Linked DNA regions of Capsicum annuum: region 2 is linked to region 1. The links are chromatin contacts, called in public Hi-C maps. All regions are on one chromosome and are shown on one strand. Each heading gives the region's core, a stretch centred on a gene start, on an enhancer-like site or on the middle of the called end of the contact. The rest is flanking DNA. Distances are from core to core; before and after follow the strand shown.

Region 1 (6,293 bases), core at 2,162-4,661:
ATGTAAATTATTTCTTTTGAATAGCAAGATTAGCAGGATGTGACAACAATAGATTATGAGTATGGGCCTGTGGCCCATTTGTCAATTGATTCATTGAAAAGTGATCCATGAACAAAAGTCACAACCATCTAGACAGGAAATGAAATGGTCCAGATAAAGACACTTCAAAAAAAATATATATATATATATATTTTAATTTTTTTTTGTTTCCCAAGGTATTTCCACGACCGGCAGTCGTGAGACTAATCTTCCGTTCCTCAGTCAGCGTATTTTACGGTAGGAAACTAACCACAGAGATTATATAAGCAACAAGTATCATTATAAAACAATTAATTAGTATATACTTTAGACAAATATTATGAAAGACGAGCGTAAAAGATAGGGGTGAAGTGATGGGCATTGGGCAGGAGCGGCTCAAGCAAATTCGTGGCCTAAGGTCAAAATCAAATGGAGGTCTTAATTTTTTTTATTTAAAAAAAAATATTTTTATAAAGCCTATTTTTAAAATTATATAATCGATTTCTTCTAATAATTTTTTTTGAATTAATAAGATAGTCAATGCATTAATCTCTTGAGACATAGCATTTTGTACTAGATATATTAAACTCCTAAATTTTTTTATACAAAAAGTTTATTTTTTCTATAAATAGTATTTAATATATTTTTTAAAATTTATAATTTATTATTACTAGAAAAAAATGAGGCCTCTTAAATTTCGAGAGCTTTAGGCAACCGCCTTTTTTCCCAAAGGGTTGAGCCGCTGGCATTGGGCTATGGAAAATGGAAGTGAAGATAAAGTGTGTCGGAAGATGAAGAGGACACAATCATCAGTATCCTCCACGCACATATATATACAAGCTTATCAACTCAAATTTTAAAAAAATAAATAAAAAAAACCGATGCATCAAAGCTTTCACTATACTCAAGGTTAGGGGAAAAGTCCGACCACAATAATCTATTATATGCAATTTTGTGTTGCATTTCTGTTGGAGGCCGTTTTTAAGATTTGAACCCATGATCTCCTGATTCCATGTGGCAACAATTTTACCAATTACTTCAAGACTCTTCTTCAAGCTTATCAACTGAAGTATGAATAATATAATTTAAGAATTGAGTATCGAGTATATTATAATTTTAAAAATAAATAAATAAATTCAACTCAATTTTAAAATAGCTCATGAATACAAAGATTATAATTTTTTAAAAAATAGAAAAATATCATCTTTTTTATATAAACAAAAAAAAACCCAGTCACATAAATGGCCATAAAAATCAAGAAAGTATTCAATTCAAGAAAGGGACGGCGTGTTTCACTTATTTTAATGTTCAGCTAAAACCAGGAAAAGAACCAAAAAAAAACATAAACTTTTTTTTTAAAAAAATGATGTGATGCATTAAGCTTTTAGTACGCGCGTGACTTGAAAAAGAATTAAATTATAAAAATTTATTATACACAATTTTATTATTGTGGACACAATAATTGATACACTACCAAAGATGCAACTTTATTGGTCCTTTTAATTTTCTAACGCTCATAGGACAGTTCAGTGCACTAAAACTCCTGTTATCTTTAACGCTCATATATCGACTAAATTGTCTCGTGACATTCTAAATCCAATTCATGTACCTGTTTAATGGCCAAACAACTCAATCCTTGAAACATACTGTAGTTGCAGGTGGTGAAGAGCGGTTATCGTGACGTCAAACCTTTTTTTGATGATGTGGTGTTTTGGGAAAGATCGGTCTATTGTCCCTAGGCAACTTTTATTCGGTGAGCGATGCCCTTCCACTCTACATTCAGATGACAAAAGTTTATATCCACAACTCAATCGGACACCTTCTGATTACATAGGGTGAAAATTATTTCCTCCCTCAAGTTTACTTTAAAAATCAAACCCCTCCTCCCCTTTTATCTTAACAATGTCTATTTTAATCTTGACATTAGCAATATCTTCTTATAGTATACATTATTTATTTTAGTCAAGTATTTATATATTTTTATTTAAATTTTTTAGTATAACCTTTTTAATGATGTTGTCACAAAAGTTAATGTTATATTTTTATGATTGTTACTTTATTGACATAACGCACAAGTATTTTTCGTCTCCCTCAAAAAAAGTACAAAAATATTCTGATACTTGACGGTCAGATCAGCAAAAATGAGTTTAGGTGGTAAATGTCTCCTTTAAAGTTTAAGTGTGTTATAACAGTTTCAGATATAATTTAGGGGTATCTCGTTCCTTATCTCTTATTTTACATGCATTAAGTGTGTGTGTAATATATATATATATATATATATATATATATATATTCATTTTTTTAGGTCAACCTGCATAAATTTTGACAAATATTTTAAGATATATTTTTTCATTTTATTAATATAAAGAAGGATTGCAACTTTTAGAATTTTTTCATATATTTCCTGATCATCTAAGTTTTAAATTTAAATATTAAATTATACATCTTAAAATGTTGATCAAATTTCATGCAGGCTGAGCTCAAAAAGCGAAAAAATGACAAGTAAAAGTGAACAGGGGAGTATATATTTATAATATAAGTAAACTTTGAATTAATTTAGTATAAAATATATCTCCATTTTTGTTATATGTTATATATTACATGCATTGAAATATGTTTATGAAATTATTTTTATTTGTTATTTTCACTAGTATAAATAGATATTACTGTTTTAATTATTATTAATAAATAAATTTCCACATCATGGTCATTTATTTCATTTAGAACATCACTAACTTATATACTTAATATATGTTTCTCATGTTTTTCGTGTAGAAAATAATTTTCTTTTTATTTACAAAATTTACTATATACGTTAAAAATAAAAAATATAATAATTTTAAAGAGGTAAAGAAAAATAAAAATTAATAGTGTAAGGGTAAAATAAGTATTTAAAAAGACAAGTAGGAAAAAGGAGGGAGAATACTTATTGTTTAAAGTTGAAGGGGAGTTTGATTTTTAAAGTAAAATTGAGGGGGAAATGATTTTCACCCGATTACATATGACAATAACTTTATCGATTACTACTATTATTGAAAAGGAAATAGAAAAAAAGAAACAATAAACTAAATAACCACTTGACCAAAATTGATTACTTTCCAACCTCACATAATTAATTATACTTGCTTAGAAGATAAACATAAAATATAATCATCAATTATTTTCCTATAAATACTAACAACCTCTTGACATTTGATTTTCTTCAACTAGAGAAAACTTTTTCCTTTTTTTCTTTTCTCTCTTTCCTTTTTTCTTTCATAAAAATAAATAAATTAATGGCTTCACATAAAGTCATCACTGTCACTACTTCCTCCGATAACACCACCGGAGATTCCCTCCCGCCGGTGAACTGTCCGAAAGGTCAGTGCTTATGCTCCCCGACGACCCATCCTGGATCGTTCAGGTAATTTTTGTATAAGTGACGGAGTCCGAATTTTCACTTAAAATTCATATATATGATGATATTTACACATGTATTAGTGGCTAATACTAAAATTTTGTTCATTTCATAGCAACTCATAATAAGTGGCGACATCATAATTTTCCTTGAAATTCTATCATATCATAAATATCTATATCTATGTATATGTATAACAACAACTTTAGGTCAGTCTCTATGACTTGTTGTCGGAGGCAGATTCAAATTTTAAAGTTTATGATTTTCGATAATTTCAAATTTTAAATATTTTTTGTTACTAGTTTACAAGAAGAATTGAAACCTCATCAAGGAGGCCAAGTTTCATTTTAATCGTTGCATCAAAAGACTATTTTTGTTACTAGATTTCATAATTTAAAGTTTATGATTTTTCGCAATTTAAATTCTTTTTTTTTTTTTAATTATACGTGTCTAAGAGGAAAGCAAGTTTCATTTCTACCGATAGAGTTCAATTAAATCCTCGTTATTAAAAAATTATATTGCACTTTGTGATAGATGCAAAATTTTTATCAAGAGGATTAATATCTACTATACATATATATATATATGTGTGTGTGTGATTTTTTTTGATGATATAGTTTTTTCGTTTTATTTTGTCTTGATTCAAAGTACGAGAATCAAACTAATTAATGTTCGATAATATCAGGTGCAGGTATCATCGTAACTCTGCTTCTGGTGACACAACAAATACTGCATGGTTCAAGAGATCAAAATCAATGCCTGCTAATAAGCATAATAATAATAATAATAATAATTTGTCATCAGTTTCTCCTAAATCAGTTGAATCTACTTAATTAATTACAAGTTTAATTTTGTACTTTTTCCTTTATGTATATGTTTTTTTATACTGGATAAATGGAAAAGTACCCTACTTTTTTTTCGAATATGTACAGTGTGAACTTTGATATTGTGTTATTTTACGAAGTCAAAATTTGAAGTATATGAGTTTTTAATTTATAGTTAAATTTATAGCTCGTCTAAATTATTGAGTTTATGATTGATGTTTTTATATTTGATAATAATTTTAATACAAATATAGAATTCAAGTAAATGTCGTTATTGAATTTGTTTGAATTAACATGTAAAAATCGATGGATAGAATAAATTTTGTGATACTATGTAGGCATTTGGACATGATTTGATTAAGATTTGAAAAAAAAATAGTAATTAAAATTAAATTAAAAAAAGGGATTTGAAAATTGCTTTTTTTTTTTTTTGGTTTTTGACGTGAATATAAAGTTGAGAAGTTTTGTGAGTGAAACTTGAAAAACTATTAAAATATGTTATTCAAATTATCAAATCCTTTATTTTAAGTTTGAAGTTGAGATAATTAATAGAACCATTTTACATTTTTACTATACATGACACCCCTTGGGGCATGCGATCTCCAGTCATGTATAAACTTAAGATATTTTGTGCATCTAAATTATAAATGACTTTTTATTTATGAAAAGAATATTCAAGTTCGACAATCACAAATTTATTTTCACAAGTGAACTATTCATATTTCCTTTAATGTGATCACATTCATTGCTCTTAATTTATTATAAAAACCTAATTGGCATTGCTTACTCAACACTTATCAATTATCATAATCTTGAAATTAATAGTGGATAAGACCAACTAGAATGATAGGGATTGTTGTTGTTTGAAGTTTAATAATGAGTGACCCTAATCTAACTTAAAGGATAGATAATGAAATGGATAATTTACAAAAAAAATCACTTTTTAGTTTTTATAATTAAAAAATAGTCACCTTTTCAAATTTTGAATTTCATAACTGAAATTAAAATTAGACAATAAAGAAATTCAAAACTTCACTAAATTATGACCAATAAAATTAAATATTCTAAAAATCGGCACGTAAATACATATTTCAAATATCTTCACACGCTATATTCTGTCTTCAATAGCTTTCATCTTTTTCTTCAATATATCTCTTCAACTATTATTATTATTATTATTATTATTATTATTATTATTATTATTATTATTATTATTATTATTATTATTATTATTATTATTATTTATTTATTTATTTATTTATTTATTTATTTTAGTTGGAATGTGGGGTAAGGTGGGTGAGAGATGACATCAATTGTTGACCAACTAAATAGAACCTTAGTGGATATTATAGCATGGGACCAATTATTCATAATAATAATAAAGACGTGGGAATCTAAGTTTTTATTAACTATCACGCAATTGAAAGGAGAGGAAAATATTTCAAAATTATCTTCATTTTTCAAAGTGGATAATGGGATAATTGTTTTTTGTGATCAAATACATTTGGTGGATATCATAATTATGATACTACATTAAAAAAACAAAGGAAGAAAAAGAAGGAATTTTATAAAATTATTGAAAATGAAGTGAGTCACTTGATAGATATTTTATTATAATAATATTAAGATGCTCCATATGTTGAAAATGACTTATAGGAAGAAAATTTGGGCACCAAATAAGAAAAAGATGTGCATCCAAATTATTCACCAACTAATTTCACTCTGATATTCTTTTATTTTTAATAAAAAGTTTTGAATTTGAGCTAGCCCCTAAAATGAAAAAAAAAAAAAATATTGAAAATGTCGCCCTCAAAAATGAGTCTGCAATGTGTGAATTTAAATTTACTCGAACCCTATATAAATATCGAAAACCGAATAAAAAATAAAAAAAGGATTTTGAGTTGGAAAATTGTGATATTAACTCTTTGTTTAGTTCAAATTAACCTGTTCATTTTGATCCAAGTAAATTTGAATTGATTATATGGTCTAATTTATTTATTAATTAACTCATTTTAATTTCCACCAAATTTTGGTTAAGTGCACGAGTAGCCTCT
Region 2 (6,293 bases), core at 1,950-4,449, 38 kb before region 1:
TCTTTCTGATTTCCTACTCAATGTCTGATTTTTTGTTGGAGCTCAACTAAGTTTAAATTCACGCTAAAAATTCCACACTAAAAGTAAAACACTCTCTAACAAAAACGACTTTCTATTCGGCGAACTTGAACACCACCAAAGGGGAAGATACGCATGCAAGTGGGGGTGGGGTGGGGACATTATAGTGCTAATTTTTAATTGAAATTTGGCCAATAAATGAGACCCTTAGCAACTGCCATCATTGTATGGAGCATAGTAAGGGCACTTTTATTGCATATGGCTAAGCCTCATTGGATGAGCTGTGCTGTTGGCCCTCTTGTCACCTGAGCCATCACTACCCAACCCTAATCCTTTACATTTTTGTCTACTTCTCCTTCTACCCCATTTCACGTGGTAGTATTTGATTGGATATAAAATCTAAAAAAAAATTAAAAATATATTAAATTTATAATCTAAAATAAATCGCAAACATTCATATCATTATATAATGACAGAATACATCGATGGTCTCTTATACGTTTCGCTAACTTTCATTAGACGCTTAACTTATGATATCATAAACAAAAAAAGACACCAAGAACGTATAAAAGCTTTCATTATGTACGGACTCTGGAAAAGAGACAATCACAAGAATCTATGTACAGTCTTACCCAATATTTTTACTTATATTTTTGAAAAAGTTTCTGTATGTATTTACGAGCACTCATTACATAAATAAGTTAAAAACAAACAAAATGTATCTCATCGTACAATTACGCATCAATATAAATTGGATCATGCATGATATCTACGGCTGATTGTGGATATTGAATATAATTAAAAGATATGATATATTTTAAGTGATTAATTTATCTATGTAATGGCACGTCTAAGAACACCCTCAAAGGGATAAAAACAAAGTTTAGAGATAAATTATCCCCAAAACAAATATGTGTTGTTCATTAAAATTAGTACTCAAGTCAAATATGATCACCATAAAATGAAATGGACTGCTGTTAAACACACTGTTATGGTAGAATAATAAGCATTAACATAAAAAATCATAAGTTATCATATCCCTACTTCGTGAAGATTAAAAAAGACATTTTCAATAAATTATGCATTAGAATATGCTTCATCCCACCCTTAACATCGAACACCATCAAACATTTTACCACAACTTATGAAGACAGAGAAACTGTGTCCGATAGGTATTGGAGTTCATGAAAAACATCTCAAAGCAAATATAAAAAATGAAAAAGTAACAACACCAATTGAATAAACTTCACACATAATTATGCTAAAATTAGCAAAATTATCAACCATAGCTACAAAAAAATGAACCGGTATCCCCTAGCTAATTTTAATTAGTCCTATAGTTAAAGTTAACTTGGGAGGTCTCACTTTTCGGATTACATATTTTGTAGTAGAATATTTTCATAAATTAAAAAAAAAAAAAGTACTAAAATTAAAAAAAAAATAATTACAAAAACTATATTCTAAGTCACAAAATAATAGTAGTAAATAAATTTTGTGACTCAAACTAAAATCCACCACCTAATAAAGAAAATGGATAAGGTGGTGGACTTGCCTCCTCCGCCACAGGTCCGCCGCTGCCGCTTCCGCCGCCACCACCGTAGTCGTAGCCGTAAAAATTATCCATCGCTGTGGCGGTAAATCCTCCGCTCTCCGACGACCCCGACGACAATGAGCTAGACATAGTAGGACAATTTCCATAACCCTCATTGGCCACCATCATCACCGGCCGGCCACCGTGCACGGCAGCTCCGGTGACTGGCGGCGTAGATTCCGACGACGGCGAAGACTGACAAAATGCATCCTTCTCGAAATTCGATCCGGGCGAGTAAAATGACGATTTTACCCCTACTTTTTCCTCTTCACTTTTTAGTGACTGAGAACTCGCGGAATTCGATAACATAAGTCTTCTTTTCTTGTCGCGATTTGAAATCATCAATCTTTTCGATTTATCTTTTTCCATCAATATTTTAGGCAATATCTCAGGGTCATCAACAACTTTACACAAAAAAGCCATCATTTGTTGTGGCCTTTTTTCTGTAGCTTCTAATCTTCTAGTCATATTACCAATTTCATCATCTAATACCTTTTGTTCTTGCTTCAATCTGGAAATTTCATTCAAAATCTCTTCGTCTTCGCTATCGTTATCGTGCTTCTGACAAACTGAGTACGAATTTCGACTGTGTTTTTTCCTCACGATATTCTTCAACAAATGTATTTGCCCTCTTAAAAACCATTCGTTCGCGAATTCCCATTTATCTGGATCCACCTTCCTGAATCCCTGATCAACAAATACGAAATCACTACCAAAATTCTCATTCTTCAAAGCTGAATCCAGTATTTTCGAGATAATAAGTGATAATAAACAAAATTTTCAATCTTCAGAGCTCGAAAAAAACAGCATATCTCTAAGCATATTATCCATAAATTCAACTGAATCCAGTATTTTCATAACGAAATATATAAATATGTCGGATTCAGAATTCACAATTCTAAAAGTACCTATAAGTGCTACAACAAACAAAATTCTCATTTCTTCGAAGCTTGAAAAACAACATCTATGGAACATATTATCAATAGGTTCAACTGAATCTAGTATTTTCGATATAAATCATATATATATTAGATTCAAAACTCACAGTTCTAAAAGTACAATAAGTGCTAATAAACAAAATTATTTTCATTTTTCTTAGCTAAATTTTTCACTATTTTGCTCTTCAGATTCAACCACAACTACAATGAAAAACAAAACTTATCCTAACTTATCATTCATAAATTCAACTGAATTCAATATTAAATTTAAACTCTGGGATCTGACTTTGGCTCTAAAAAAAATATACTCAAGTATACTTACATAAGTATTAAGCTGGCGAACGAAACTGGAGAAATTATTATGCTTGAAGTAAACAGGCAATATATTTTGTGAGAACTCCAAAGGTTGAACAACTATGAAGCTATTATTTGCTGCTCCCCAAGTTATAAGTCCATCAATTTTTGGATCATTTACCATTTGATAAGTTTTCATGATGAATGGCGCGATTATATTGTTAGCCTCCATCCCATATAGATATGAATGAGCTTCTCTCGATGTTTACAGAGTTGCCGGAGGTGGCAATGGTAGTAGTGGTGGTTGTAGAGGAATATGTAAATGTAAAGGATATGGTTTTATATATAGAGGATTTTTGGGTTGGACTTGGGTGTATATTAATATTAATATTAATATTAGGTGTCAGTTTGATGTGACGTGTAAGGTATAATAATTTCGGATAAAATATAAAATTGTTTTGTTTTGTGTGTGATTGGAGGTATGATTAGTTTATAGTAATGGAATAACTTATCTCATATACATAGTAGAATAATTAATTTTGAGAAAGCTAATCCTGAGATTAATTATATCAGTATAACTGATTCTCAACCAAACAACCCCTAGAGTTTAAATTATACACATGTCACTATAAAGAACTATTAAATCATTAGGTTATGTATTATAGTATGTAATTTATCTTATTCTATGTTTTTTTTAGAGAAGTTTATGTTGTACAAATAATTTTTTGGATAAACTGATATTATAATTATTTTTTAATCACTAACCTTGTGTATAACCACAATATATTATGATGGAATGGTAAATATTCAAAAGCGTAAATGAGAATATAAACTTTACGAGGTAATTTATGAAGATAAACCTATATATAGCCTTCAAGCAATTAAAGATTTAAGTTTGTGTTAAAATAATTGAGTCATGTTTAATAGAAGCATTTACTTATATCCTTTTCTCAAAGTGAATTTTATTAGTAACGCTTCAAAGCGAGTAATAGATACCAAGAACAAAAGAAAAAGGGATATCACCAATATTAAATGAATAACAATGTGGTACGTGGAGGTCATTTGGAAGGATACATGATATTTTTATGGTTATGCTAAATGGGGACCACAATGATGATCTTTTAAATTTGATTGGTCCACATCATCATCTTTCCTCTCAGATATTTTTCTTCCCTTTCCATTTTACTTCGTCTTTAAAAAATGTCATGAAAAAAAAAAATCTAATTTTTCTCTTTTAGTTTTAATAAAATAACTATAAGGTTCTCTCTTTCTTGGATGAGATTTTTCTTCTTTCTTTTAAAGTACACATTTTATTTATCCTGTCTGTCGCCCTTTTGGACTCTCGTGTGTTCGAAATACGATTAGATCTACCAGTGATCGATTAACTGAACAAAGAGTTATCTATCTAATTGTAACTCATCAAATCTAATCCTTGTTCTCGGAGTGGTTTACAACGATAAAAAATATTGAAGAATTATTTTTTATCATAAGCTTTTAAATTCTTTTCTTTTTTAAAAAAATATTGTGAGATACCACGTAAAATAGAATGGAAGAAATATGATATGTGGTCCCTTTTAATCAATGCCACGTTTCTAGTCAGGATGGTGACAAAATATGCTAAGCTGGAAAATTTTAAAACTTAGCCGTTAAATTTAAGATAAGACTAGGAAAATGAGCTACATGATAATTTTATTTAATGAAAAATGTATTTTGTGTGAGTCTAAATAATATCACTAAATTTTAAAATATTTTATCTTTAATCATAAATATATACAATCACAAACTCACGATAAATTATAAATTAATGGAATGCATGTGTAGCTTGAGGGACAAATCTATTGAAAGTATTTAGCTCGTGAGTTTGGATCGTAAGTATGATATTAGAGTCTTGACTCAGTATTATTACAAAGGTGGAGCAAAGCAAACATCAACTAGGACACTGAATCCCTAGTGTGAGGGTTACGTGGCATCTGTAATTGAATGCGGATCGATGAAGATATGCAGAAGAGAAGGACTAACAAGCTTCAACATCGAGATTCTGTATTATACAAAGGTGGAGCAACGCAAACATCAACTAGGACACTGAATTCCTAATGTAAGGATTATGTGTTGTCTGTAACAGAGAACGGATTGATGAAGATATACAGAAGAGTAGGACTAACAAGCTTCAACGTCGAGATTCTGTATCATACAAAGGTGGAGCAAATTAAAGCAAACATCAACTAGGACACTGAAACCCTAATGTGAGGGTTATGTGACGTCCGTAATGGAGAGCAAATCGATGAAGACAAACTGAAGAGAAGGATTGACTAGCTTTAACATAGCGACACACGTTACAACTTAGATCAATCACACATCGGAGTGATGTGGAACAGGAATGAGAGAAGTAGCAAGGATATACTGGTGAGATGGTTGTACTCTGGAAATGAAAAGAAATTATTAGAAACGTCACTTTAGAAAATATAAGCTTTACAACAGATAAATTTAAATTTAATTAAATCACAATATAAATATCTAACACCAGATAAAAATAATATGAGAGAAAAGGCAAAATAGAAAGTAGAGGGGTGGATGAACAAAACAAATTGGAAAGTGTCCAAAATCTAAACAGTGCCTTAGATTCGGTAGCTGGAAATACTGATTCGTTTTTCTCTTTTTCACAAGATTTGGACCAAATATTAGTACTACTAAATATTTAATTATTTTTTTATTTTTTTCACATCTCGTGCAATGCATTATAAAGTGACACGTCATATGTAACTTATTTTAATACGTTGCTTCTTCTTATTGGTACACTTGTCAATTTTTCACTCAATTTATTTCTTTTTGTAGTTTATTGTTTTGCTTGGTACGTGGGAAACATATTTACACACTTCCAAATTTGTGCTACTTATTTTTCTCAATGAGCTTTAATTAAACACACACACATACATGAGTTAGGGTTTTTTTCGATACTGTGTATTGGAGTTTTGATTAATTCAAATTCGATTAGGATTTATTTAGAGGGAAAGCTTACAACAACAACATAATATTTAGTGGATTTTAGAAAGTATAAAGTGTACGGAATCGTACCACTAGCTATTAGGGGCGGACCTAGGTTCAAGAATGTGGCGCTCCGGCACCCATTAAACTCGACATAGAAAAAGTATAATTATATAAAAAATGTATAAAAATTGGTATACGATGGAAAAAAACACCCATGAAACCTTGAAGATAGCAGAGTGCTTTGATTTTCAGGTGAAACTTTAAAACTTTGGATGTTAATATGCGTGTTTGAACCTCCTGAGCACTCACGATCTCTAAATCCTGAGTTCGTCACTGGCCACTACCTTTTGAAGCTAGAGAGGTTCTTTCCGGAAGACTCTCGACTCAAGTGAAGCAGCTCAAAATAGTAATCGAAAAAGAGACGACAGTGAAGGAAAATATGAAAGGGGAAGCTTCCCGACTCAAAA

The links. Hi-C and Micro-C count contacts between places; a contact is called where the count stands out from the background.
Region 2: a Hi-C map of leaf shows a contact between it and region 1, with 5 times the contacts expected there. The contact joins the promoter of LOC107841037 here to the enhancer-like site in region 1. A contact is called at or near these places in 3 of 5 Hi-C or Micro-C datasets (bud, leaf and placenta).

The regions. Positions count from the first base shown.
Region 1 is chr9:213,467,314-213,473,606 of UCD10Xv1.1, reverse strand. No RefSeq gene overlaps it. Among protein-coding and RNA genes, the nearest start is that of LOC107841156, 12 kb to the left of the region's middle. Within about 2 kb of position 3,411, at least 4 of the 5 cell types and tissues checked have an H3K27ac peak or open chromatin away from gene starts, as enhancers often do. A contact at or near this core is called in bud and leaf, where this site is marked.
Region 2 is chr9:213,505,186-213,511,478 of UCD10Xv1.1, reverse strand. LOC107841037 (heat stress transcription factor C-1) reads right to left here and starts at 3,199. Exons shown (of 2, transcript XM_016685045.2): 1 at 2,870-3,199; 2 at 1,254-2,296. The coding sequence starts at 3,073. The coding sequence ends at 1,523.